2 separate regions of the Mus musculus genome follow, and region 1 is linked to region 2. A link is a contact called in public Hi-C data. All regions are on one chromosome and are shown on one strand. Each heading gives the region's core, a stretch centred on a gene start, on an enhancer-like site or on the middle of the called end of the contact. The rest is flanking DNA. Distances are from core to core; before and after follow the strand shown.

Evidence for each region. Hi-C and Micro-C count contacts between places; a contact is called where the count stands out from the background.
Region 1: a contact with region 2 is called in a Hi-C map of uterus, with 2.2 times the contacts expected there. The contact joins the promoter of Vstm2b here to the enhancer-like site in region 2. A contact is called at or near these places in 1 of 39 promoter capture datasets (hippocampal neurons), 5 of 484 Hi-C or Micro-C datasets (cerebellar granule neurons, myocytes, nephron progenitors and 1 more), 2 of 115 datasets of contacts at active chromatin or transcription factors (neural progenitor cells and stem cell-derived neural progenitor cells) and 4 of 9 other capture datasets (adipose tissue, embryonic stem cells, liver and 1 more).

What each region holds. Positions count from the first base shown.
Region 1 is chr7:40,897,858-40,900,557 of GRCm38.p6, reverse strand. Vstm2b (V-set and transmembrane domain containing 2B) reads right to left here and starts at 1,280. Exons shown (of 5, transcript NM_021387.3): 1 at 1,109-1,280; 2 at 370-554. The coding sequence starts at 1,190. A230077H06Rik (RIKEN cDNA A230077H06 gene) reads left to right here and starts at 2,234. Exons shown (of 5, transcript NR_040329.1): 1 at 2,234-2,359.
Region 2 is chr7:40,697,099-40,699,798 of GRCm38.p6, reverse strand. No RefSeq gene overlaps it. Among named protein-coding and RNA genes, the nearest start is that of 4933402C06Rik, 24 kb to the right of the region's middle. Within about 2 kb of position 1,393, at least 14 of the 459 cell types and tissues checked have an H3K27ac peak or open chromatin away from gene starts, as enhancers often do. A contact at or near this core is called in uterus, where this site is marked.

The DNA of each region.
Region 1 (2,700 bases), core at 31-2,530, 200 kb before region 2:
CATAAACACAATCTGAAGGAGCTGAACTCCTTGGCCCTGGGACCCCAGAGTGGCAGAAGAGAGCCTGCCAGAATCAAGTGATCTGCTTTTTTTCTCACGCTAGCACCCATCAGAGTATAGTCCCAAAGCTAGCTTGCATGAGCAGGAAAATTGGGCCAGGTGTGTGTAGGTTTTCAGGGGCTGGGCGAGAAGGGGAAAGAGTGATAAAGAACCTATAGCATCCGGGGACATCCGTTTACTTTGTCAATACTGTGGAGATACAGAGGACGGGAGGTGGCTGAGCGACAGGGCAGCGCCCTGTGGAGGTACCCCTCACTTCCACTGGAAGAAGTCGGGTAAGCACGGGTGCAGCGAAGGGCAGCGGATTACCTTGCTCCGGGCGCCCGGCACGCTGAGCGCCAGCTCGTGTAACAGCTCCCGGGGAGGCTCCTTGAGGTACCACCACTGAATCTCCAGCGAGTAAGAGGTGGCTCCGCTGGCCCGGAACGCGCAGGGCATTTCGATATCGTCACCCTCTCGCACGGTTACATCTTTGGGGACTTCGGTGAATGTAGCTGGGGGCGGGAGAGAGAGGCGTGACCAGGGGATAGGCGAGGTGGGGGTAGGGTTGGGAGAGCTTGGGGCTACCCGAGGCTGAGGCGGTCGGTCTCCTGCTACCGGGCCTTGGGCTCACCCACACTCCTGTCCCCAGCTACTAAGTGACCCTGGGCGAGAGGCTCCAGCAAAGTTCAGGGAGCAGCTGCAAAGGTGGCAGCGGGGGTCCGCCACTTGCTGCAGGCTACTCCCCTCCAGGTCGTGCAGGGTTTAGGGGAGGTAGGGCCGTATCACTGGAGCTGGGCTGGGAAGCGCCAACTCTGGCTTGCTGCAGGCCTCCTCTGCTTAGCGGGGACTGGGTGAAAGGACTCCCTAAGCGGACGCCACAGCTGCAGAGACCCTCTTCTGCGCTCGTGCTCCTACCCACTCCCAGCCTGGGTTGCACACCCGAATTGCTGGAGACCGTAAAGCCTGCCGCTTCCTTTCCTCCTCCGCGGTGGCCAGCGGGCAGACTTCCGTGGCCTTAGCAAAGGGTCCCCTGAGCCCATCGCGGCCGCGAAGTTCCCGCGCTCACCGTCGGCCACGAAGAGCAGCAGGCTGTGCAGTAGCAGAGGTAGCAGGTATCCGAGGGCGCCGAGCCGGTTCCGCTGTTCCATCTCCCGCAGGGTTGCGGCGGCGGCGGGGGCCCGGCGCGGAGAGGCGGCGGCGGCGGCAGCTTGGGCTCGGCTCCGGCTCGAGCTCCGGCTAGGACGCCTCGGAGCCTGCCATGGCCCCGCACGGCGCCCCCTCCCCTGGCCGCCGGCGGCCGCCAATCAGCCCAGCTTCCTTGCCGGCTGGCCCGGCGCGGCTCCGGCGGGGGGCGCTACGCGGGGGACGCAGGAGACGAGGTCCCTCCAGGAGGATCCTTCGGTCTGTACCTCCTTCAGTCCGGTGCTCCACAGGAGAATAGGGATCCGCAGTTCAGACTCTGGCGGGCGGGCCAGGAAACTGCCGGACTGCGCCAGGATCCATCCTTGGAGAAGGGAGTGAGTGCCTGTAAGGCACCAACGTCTGCCTCCTGGTCTCCTTCTGGCTGGGCTCCCGACTGCCACCTCCTCCGACTCCCGGGGAGCTCTCCCGCCGCCGCCCCCGCTGGTTTCTCCACCGCTCACTCTTCAAGGCGAGTGGGCGCTCAGCCGCGGCGTGCAGACCTGGCGTCCGACCGTAGCGCAGCGCGGGGAGAGCGGGTCCAGCGTGGCCGACCCGCAGCCCGAGAGAGGCGGGGAAAGGGGGGAGGGGAGAGGAATGGAGGGGGCGGTCAGTGGCTGGGTGGCGAGCAGCCTCCTCCACAGCATCACCCCCGCCCTCCTCTCGGAGTCCGCCCCGCCCCTACCCCGTCGTCCCCCACCTCCCGCCCCCGCCGCGGGGTCATTCGTAGCGACCACCATCTCTCTAGCTGCAGCGCAACCCCACCCCGCGTCTGCTTTGCTTAGGGGGTCCTCCCACCCAAACTCCTGGCTTCTTCCCAGTGTCCATCTCTGGAGACAGCTGCTCCACCCTGCTTTCTGTGTGTCCCCCACCCTCTCCGCAGCCCCCAGTGTCTCCAACTCCTTACCCAGGTTTGGACCACGAGCCACGCCACTCTTTGGCCCAGACCCGGGCCATGGCGGGTGGGTGGGCTCCAGGGGAATGCAAGAAGGGAGGAGTGCTATGTCCGGCCAGCAGCAAGACCAAGTGACAGTGAAGACTAGGAGTCCGCAGTGTGGGAACAAGAACTGAGCGTCCAGCGCCGGGCGAGCAGGTGCCTGTGGCGCGGAGCGCACCAGGGAGCCAGCAGGCAGTGGCCGTGAGTGACAGCAGAGGTGGTGCGGGTGGGGTGAAATGGGGAGCGCCGGGCACGACTCAGGGCTCAGGAGGTTTCTGGGTGGGGACCGTCTTCCTGCCCAGAGAGAGGGCTAGTCCCTGTGTCCTTGCAAGCAAGCTCTTCCTGGCCATTTCCCACTCTGTACCCAAAGCAAAGGGGATCCTCCAGCCCCCGGGTGGAAGCAGGCAGAGGTGGAGTACACGTTCCAGAGCCCATCCTCCACGCTTGCATCTTCTGTATCCCTGAACCTTCCCTGGCCTTCACCTAGAATGGGTCATATCTTTTAGCCACCTAGAGAGTTCAGTCTGCCTTCCTAAGGGGTG
Region 2 (2,700 bases), core at 144-2,643:
GAAAACTCTGGAAGATCTCCACATCAGATGGCGCAGCCTTACCAATGTATGCATTCCTAGAGACCATCTGATCCATTCTTCATATTACAGCTTGAGAACAGAGAGAAGAATAAGAGGTAATTAATTGTCTATGTTCTGGGCAGAGACCTGTCCAATGAATGGCTCAGCTCAGCTCAGCCAGTCCTGCTCAGTCTGAGTTGTGCTCTTCCATCTGTATGCTCACACATAATCAAACATTCTGCATATTGCACACATAATCATGTGTATGCACATGCATGCATATGTATAATATGTACATAGATACACACCTCAGATCTTAGACTTTCAAAGAGAAGCCAGCTAACCAAGGCCAACAATTCCACACCACGAAGGCAATGCACCCTTTGTCCAGATTTCCCTCACCAACAGGGTCACTGCGGGATGTTTTGTCTGTATCAGTGACTGCCTGGCTGGTATGAGCTGTCAAGGGGGCACTGAGCTAAGGCACATCTGGATTGGCTATGGCTGTGCTCCAATTGAGGTGCCTTGACTGCTGAATTCTAAAAGTGGATTCCTGCCCCAGTTGTACAGTTTGTATAATTCAGCCTTTTTGTGTGTGTCAGAAACTGAGAGTGTATGAATACTATGGGGGCTTTATCTTCATTATTTTGCTGCATGACTTACCTATGAGCTTAAGAATGCTAATCAGAGCTGGACATAATGCAGAAATAGAGCATAAACTAGGTCCTGGGTGCAATCTCCAGTATCCATCTATCAATTGACCAAATAGATAGATGGATAGTCTCTCTCTCTCTCTCTCTCTCTCTCTCCCTCTCCCTCGCCCTCGCCCCCACCCCCTCCCCCCCTCCCCCCCCTCTCTCTTCACACACACACACACACACACACACACACACACACACACACACACACCACACATATGAGCTGAGGTAACAAAAGGAGATTATTTTTGGGCCTAGCATGACTCATTTAAATATGGGTCTAGAGTACAAAGCAGAAATATCAGAGAGATTCAAGCATGGGCCAGAGTCTTTCTGGATTGGCAGAAGTCAGACACTGATACTGTGATCTGACAATGGGGGTTATGAATAGGAGAGCAGAGGTGACTGGAAGCTAAGAGTGATGATAGCCAACAGCTCACAAGAAAACATGAATGTCAGTCCTGTATGTCCAGGGAGCTGACTTCTGTGACTTCTGACCACATGCTGAACGAGCTGGGAAGGATCAAGTTCACTGACTTCATGACTTCAGCCTTGGAAAATGAAAGCTCACGAATGTGTGCTGTTTGTGGCAGGTTGTTACATAATAGTGTAAAATGAGCACTAGGCCCTGAATACTGCAGAGCCACTACCTCCATCCTTGTGACTCAACAGCAGGGCTGTAGCCTGAGTTGGGTTTTTTTTTTTTTTTTATGCTTTATCCTTCCCTGTAGGAAGGGCCCCAGACACAGTGCAGGCCTGTGTTATCACAGTCTACAGAAACAGATGAGCACGGATTGCCAGAAGCAGTGGACTGCTTGCCAGGGTCATGAAAGTTTTTATGGCGTACAGGAATTCAAATCTTAGACCTCATGTGGTAAGGATGCGTGAGAGCAAAGCTCTTTCTTTATTGTGGGAGGGAAGGAGAAGAAGGAGGGGGAAAGGAAAGAAGGAGAAAAGAGGGAAGGAGAGAAAGAGGGAGAGGAAGAGATAAACCAGCAAGGGAAGGGAGGGGAGAAGAGAGGGGAGGAAAGGGTAGAGCAGAGGGGAGGGGAGGAGAGGAAAGGAGAGAAGAAGAGAGGAGAGGAGGGGAGGGGTGAGGAGAGGAGGGAAAGGAGGGGAGAATAAGATATATCCTCCAAAGGCACATTGTTTACCCCCCCCCCACCCCCCAGCTACTTCCTTCCTCCAGTCAGGTCTCAGCCGCCACAGTTTCACCCCTTTCCAATACTCTAATTATGAACCTCTGAGGCCAGAGCCGTCGTGATTCACTTGCCTCTCCAGAGCCTCACTTCTGAACATGGCCGTGAGGACTAAGCCTTCAGCTCATTAAAGACACTTCATATCCAAGTCACATTTCGGGAAAATGACCACAGCATTGAGGCTGAGCTGGATCTGAATGTCGTTCCTCTTACTTGCGCAGGGCCCTGGATCCAGCAGGTTATCTGGGCTATGAGCGCTGCTCTGTGCTCAAGAGTCATGAAGCCAGGGGAATGCTGCAGAGGAGGGGTCATTTCCACACTGTCCTCAGGGCTGTGCAGAGTAGACACCTCTCCACTCTCTACTCCCCTTTATAATGTCAGAGCATATTTTGTAAATATTGTCACTGTCAACAAGATTGTCCATTCCTGTTCACGAGGCTATTCTGAATTCTAGCAGTCCATAGAAATTGGTGCACTACTCCCAGGTGCAAAATGGCTCTTCTCCATGGAAATAAAAAAGAAGGGAGGGAATGTAATCCTTGTTTCTGGAAAACAAAACAAAACAAAACAAACAAACAAACAAACAAAAACTGTTCACTGCTGTCCTCAAATGGGTACCATTGCTGCTTGACCCACGTGGGAAGCATGCCTTCACCAAGCACCAGAAGGGACCAGTGAAACTGTATCATAGACATTACATCCCTGTAGGTGGGTCCTGGGTGAACTGCCTGACTCACTCAGCTCTGCTGCTCCTAAGAGTCTACTCACAGCTTTCTTTCTTCCCCTCTCCATAGATCCCACCA